Linked DNA regions of Neogale vison: region 2 is linked to region 1. Evidence: chromatin contacts called from public Hi-C data. All regions are on one chromosome and are shown on one strand. Each heading gives the region's core, a stretch centred on a gene start, on an enhancer-like site or on the middle of the called end of the contact. The rest is flanking DNA. Distances are from core to core; before and after follow the strand shown.

The links. A called contact is a pair of places that touch in the nucleus more often than the background predicts.
Region 2: a contact with region 1 is called in a Hi-C map of fibroblasts, with 6 times the contacts expected there. The contact joins two enhancer-like sites. A contact is called at or near these places in 2 of 3 Hi-C or Micro-C datasets (fibroblasts and muscle).

What each region holds. Positions count from the first base shown.
Region 1 is chr7:14,696,820-14,699,812 of ASM_NN_V1, forward strand. All of the region lies in intron 3 of ZFHX3 (zinc finger homeobox protein 3), which reads right to left. Among named protein-coding and RNA genes, the nearest start is that of ZFHX3, 93 kb to the right of the region's middle. Within about 2 kb of position 1,497, the one cell type or tissue checked has open chromatin away from gene starts, as enhancers often do. A contact at or near this core is called in fibroblasts, where this site is marked.
Region 2 is chr7:14,867,268-14,870,260 of ASM_NN_V1, forward strand. No RefSeq gene overlaps it. Among named protein-coding and RNA genes, the nearest start is that of ZFHX3, 77 kb to the left of the region's middle. Within about 2 kb of position 1,619, the one cell type or tissue checked has open chromatin away from gene starts, as enhancers often do. A contact at or near this core is called in fibroblasts, where this site is marked.

The DNA.
Region 1 (2,993 bases), core at 247-2,746:
CCAAGTGGGGAAGTGGAGGTGTTGCATGAAGAGACAAATCTACAAAACTGGGTGCCGCGTGGAACACGATGCCTCGTGGGCCAGACCCATCGCAGCTTAAGGCACACATTAATTTGGGTTTCTGCAGTGACCAGAAGCCTGAGGAGCCATAGCCCCTTCTCCAGTTCATTCCATTCCAGTCATCAGGAGAACTGTGTTTTGGGGAAGGGGCCAGAACAATTACTGCAGCCTTAACTTGGTTGCTGCTGCCTTTTACAGTCCACTTCCCAGAACAACGGCCCCAAGACTTCATCCATCACCAAAAAAGGCAACTGTGAAAACGCTCCTGCCCGGCCCCTTCCCTGACACCAGCAGTTACCCTCCCCTCCACTGGTGGGGGGGGCGGCGGCCGGGTTGGGGGGGCGGGGGGAGTTGAGGGGGAGGCAGTTCGGCCTGTACTAATTGCTCTTGCGGATGCTGTGTGGTGTGGGGGCCATTCCGAGCGATGAGCAGTTAGGAACTTCCCAAATCATTAACCTTTCTCGGAGTGCATTGTACTGGGAGGTGCTCCCTCTGCAGCCTATTCAGGAGCCCTATTGATCTGCCGCACACTCGGTGCCTTCAAAGTTGTTTATGATCAATATGCAAATTGCCCATGGCATTGATCTAGTATTAATTTTCAATTAGGGAATCCACAAGGGGTCTCTGAGGGTCAATACCTAACAATGTGAAGGAAACTCTGCTGAGGAGTATCGGCCTGATGCTGATAAAAGCTTCCCTAAGCCTCCTTCTCAATAGTTCCAGGCCCTCCGGGCTGTCACCTTCACTTTGGCTCATCTGGTTCCCTCCTAAGTCAGACCCCTTCGGTCAGCAGCCTCCCAGGGCTGGATCGGGCCGCTGCCCTGAACTCCCCCCCCCCCCACCAACCACCCGACCCCACCCCCCGCCCGGTGCCACAGGGACACTCGCTGGCCTGCCAGTGCCTTCCCCGACACCCGCCCTCTTGATCGGATACCCCAGGACATGCCTCCGCATCTCCCCATGCCACACCCAGCCCTGGGACCACTCTCTCCCCCAGCTCCCCAACCACACATACCTTTTTCCTCCCTCTCTCCCTCTCCCTCGTTTCTGCTTAGTCACGGAACGTCACCTTGGCACGCTGCCACGGCTGGAGCTGGCGAGCTGCACGGTCCCCAGAAATCTCAGGCAGTCAGGCCGAGCCGCCAGGCTGCCAGGTTATGCTTGGCAAACAACCCACTGATGTCATTTCAAAAAAAACAGCAGGGGGAAGGAAAAAGGCACAGCTTCAAATCATCTGTTTCTCCTTCTTTCTTTCTTTCTTCTAACAAAATCTTTCTTCCTAAATGAAACATGGGGCAGGGGGCTGGAGGGATATTAATGACTTTACCACTCGTCCACGGTTCCCAGAAGAGGCCTCGGCCCGCCCTCCAGGAGTGCACAGGGCAGTGCGTGTGAGCCAAGGATGGGGGTGTCCCCGGGGAGAGCGTGCCCAGCTGGGACTGGAGTGACCCGGGGACTCAGTCATTCCATTACGGCCCCTAACAGCCCCTGAGAGACATGCGTGGGAAAGCTGGGCGGGCAGGAGTTGGAAGAGAAAAGTGTCCCGCTCCCCGCTCCCCTCCCGGCAGGTGTGGGGGACGAGCAGGGCACAGCTGCGCTCCCACCTGGGGCCCAGCAAGGACTCGGTTTGCCTTCTCTGTCTGCCAGGGGCTCTGAGGGCTCCACGTTTTCTGCACCTTTTCCAGTTGGAATAAATCCTCCAGAGTTTCAGGCTCTGTCATACCCCATGAAACCGCCTCAACACCCAACTCCACGCCAGACGGGTGCGTGCCTGCCCGCTTTCGGCAATGCCACTCACCGTGCAAACGGGTGCGTTGGCTAGCCAGGCTAATTGGTTTATGGATAACATTAATTACCATGTTGCTCATTAATGGATGAAATCTTTATTGGTGCCATTGATCAGCAGACTTGTTAGCTGGCCTCCTAACCAATGGCGGATATAACAAGCTCTCTTATTGGCATATCAATTAATGCAATCAATTCCTGGCCAGAGGCTGCCATTCGCTTCCCTGGTTGTTCAGGGGTAGGAGACAGAGCCATGTCAAGCATGCCTTTCCTTAGAGTTCCCCCTTCTCAACTGACTTCCAGGTGGTTCCTCGGCCACTTAGGGCTTCCCTATCCAAAAAAAAAAAAAAAAAAAAATCACACCTACCCTTCCATGTGAAAAATCACCTTCCCATCTTCCACTAGTGACAAAATTGCTACTCTGTCAGGATACATAAGCTAGAAAGAAAATGTTAGGACCTGGGACTATTAAAGTAAACAGGAGGGCTGGAGGAATCTGGAGATGTTTCCAGATTAGACACTAATGGAAATGATTTAGTCCCCAGACCGGCCTCTGGACAACGATCACATAAGCTTGAAAACACAAACCATAGGCATCAACCCTCTGCCCACCCAGGGAAGCCTTCCCAGACCTCCCAACCTCCTCCACACACAATCACATCTGCTGACCGCACCGGACGGCACCCGTCTCACTCAGAGCCTCCGACTGACGGATCCGGCAGGAGAACTTCACCCGCTCACCTTGAATCCCAAGCTTTGGTACCAAAAAGGACTTTTCCCATCAGGGACCACCACATGCCTGGTAAATCTGTGCACACAGGGGCACTCTAATGTTTGTTGAAATGCACACAATGAATCTCTTCGATAGCTCTTACATCCCTATAAAGTCACAGCTGGGGAAAAACTTCTCTCGGCAGCAACACATCTTTAGTTAAGTTGTTTTAGAAAAGGCTCAGGGTCTGGGTGTGGGTGGATTCCAGGCCCAGGGATTTACAGCTGGACTTTACTGAGGACCAGCGAACACCAGGGCATTAGCGCTACAGCAAAGGGCATGAGCCGACAGACCATGGCTTTGGGAAGGTAAGTGGGGAACGCCTGACCCCCCAAGGTGGGCTTTAAAAGGACCACCTGCAGTTTGCCCCCAAAGG
Region 2 (2,993 bases), core at 369-2,868, 170 kb after region 1:
AAGTTCTTTCCCCTCTCTAAGTCTGCAATGATTACTTTTTCCTTTTTTTTTTTTTTCCTGCTGTTGACCCAACTTGGGCAATCTTTCTCCTTTAACAGGACAAACATCACAGCTCTCCCTCTCTTCCACCCCTCCCCACGGAAATGTTTCTCCAGACTGCGAACAAACTAAAATTAGAGGGTGGGCAAATGGATCTCCAAAGGTGCCTTCCAGCTCCAAACCTCTGATTCTCCCTTTAATTACTCCACAATAAGCACATTCTTCACATTGTTTCCAACTGACCAGTGACTTCTCTTGCCCTGAACAGGGTGCATTTTTAGGCAGAGGAACCCAAACTTTTAAATGGCACTAGCACTGCAATTATTCAGGAGGCAGGAACTAATCCAAAAGCAAGATAAGGAAGGAAGGAGGGAGGGAGGAGGGAGGAGAGAAAAGAAGGAAGGAAGAAGGGCTTTACTCCGTGCCCCGGAGAATTTAGACACTCTCACCCCAGGTAGGTTCCAATTGGAATCTACTAGTTCAAGTGCATCCAGCCTGCCCTTCCCCCACACGCCCCGAGAGAATGGGAAGTTCAGCCAAGACTTGCAGCACCTGCCCGCCGTTCTAAGGCCGGCTGTGCGAACCCGGCGGGCTGGCCGGTGAGGGGGAGGGAGGCTCCACTCACCTGGCACACAAAGGCTCCGCACACCTCCGGAGGGAGGAGGCACTCGCAGGTCCGGGGGCCGCGCCGCGCGCGACAATGGGAAATTCCAGCGGCACCCGAGCCCCGAACTTAAGCACCCCAGGCGGCATTCTCCCCACCTCCCGCCGCCCCCGGGACTCCGAGGTGGCTCTCGCTAGGTGCAGGGGGGCTGCAAGCTGGGGAGGGGGGCTCATGGTGGCGGCCGGGGGCTGGCGGTCGCCCCTCCCCGGGGAGGGAGGGTCCCCGGGCGCGCGGCGGGGATTCACCCACGGGGCGCGGCGCTCGCGTCCGGGTCCCCGGCCTGCCCGCCGCCGGCTCGCCACCCGCCGGCCCGCCCGCCCGGAATCGCTTTATGTAAATGAAGCTCAACTCGCAGTTTGCAGGCTCACCGCCGGGGGAAGGGGGGCGGGCAGGGCGGGGGGCCTTCGGGGATCCACATTACACAGCAACAAAGCGGAAGGTTAATTTGAAACTCACAGCCCCGCCGCCGCTCGGCTCCCCGGGCAAAGCCTGACATCTACAGTCGTGCCGGGCGCAGGCCGGGTACTCGGCGGCGCCCGCGCCCGCGGGAACACGGGGACACACGGCCGCGCTCCGGGCACGGGCTTCTGGGCAGGCCGGGCCGCGCGCCCGGGGACGGGAGTCCTGGGCGGCTGGGCCTGCGCTGCCCCGGGAACCGGCCCGGCGGGAACAAAGCCCGGTCCTTCCCAAGCGCTGACCCCTCTCTCATCAAAAGTCAGGGGCTGGCCTAGAATCGGGCGAGAAGAAAAGGGCGCGCCCTCGGCCACAAAAAGGAGCCTGGGGCCTCAGAACCGGAGCCATGGGTCTCTGGGCCCCATCCACGTCACAGCCAGGCCACTCTACCATGGGGACATTAGCCAATGTGGACAGGAATTTATTTGAAACACACACCCATCCTATTAACTGCTTTACAGAGCACTTCTGTTTTTCAGCTGCACAAACTTAGAAAAATATCCCCGGCTCTCCATTGAGAGTTTAAGGAGAGGGTTTTTCAAGGGAGAGAAGGAAAGGAAAGAGAGGAAGAAAAGCAGTTGCAGCTTGCAATCAAGCTTACAGTCTTTTTACAAGACTTGCTTTAAAACGCCGCCTCATCTCAGATAAGGCAAACGTCACGCCCTTCACAGGGAGATTCCAGGGCCAGGTCAGATTTAATGGGGCCACCTCAGTGGGTCAAAGCCATTGCTGGACACCTTAATATCTTCCCAGGTTCACCTTTCCCATTCTGATATGCAAAGCCAGCTCCAGAGAAATCTCGCCGGAAGTCCCCTGTCCTCCGGGTCAGAGTCTCACGCTCAGTCTGATTTCACTCCCGATTGTCTCAGCACAGAAAAGCACCTGCTTTTCCCTTTCTGAAAGCCACCCACCCAGGCTGGCCCCACAGCCCTGAGAGTCCTTTCCGACTGCACAATAATGAACCATGCAAGTGTGAGAAATATAATAAGCTCACGAGGCAAAAGCTGTATGTATGGCATCGTGTTAGCATTAAGCACACACTGGGGCAGGAGGAACCAGGATGCCTGGCTGATGAAAACTATCATGTCTCCATGCAGAAGGCATTCTGCACAGTGTCATTTGCGTTCACATTCACGTAAATATCCAAACTGCTGGGGGACAAACAACCCCTCTCTAGAGTTCACACTTTAGTCCGGAAAAGAGACTCCCTTTTTTTTTTTGTTTTCCCTCCTTCAGCAAGGACCCTGGGAGAAGACTGCCTCGAGGGAATCGTGTCCGATTAGGGACAAAGGAGAGCACAAGCCAAATTCTGTCACACATGAGAGAGTGTGTGGGGAGGGGAACTGGAGAGCAAAAAAAAAGGAAAGTGGAGGATGATTCTGCAAACCAGACTGTGCTCAGTGCCGAGTGGCTTCCAGACCACCTGACTTCAGACCCAAGAACAGGTGGTGTTTTCAAAACACACGATTATTTATATTAGCCACATGAGTCGAGAACACCTTAAAGAAAACCAATTAATAATTTAATTGAAAAAGTGACTATGAATAATGCATGCAGATGATGATGCTAGCAATAACGCAAGTCATGAGGCACACACAACACAGAGATGTCTCTGGAAAGGTCTTCAGGAACATTAGGACCCCCAATCTCCTGTGTCTTACCTGGGAGCAACCCATAGCCTGCTAGATAAAGACACTAAGAAAACGTTTATACTCCCCAGAAAATCTAATTCTGCTTTATCTTAACTTTTATTAGCAGGGGACGACCTCATAATCTGGTGACATCATGAACCTGGTGGGCTGACAGATAAATACCTTTAATAAAATCAAAGCCAGAA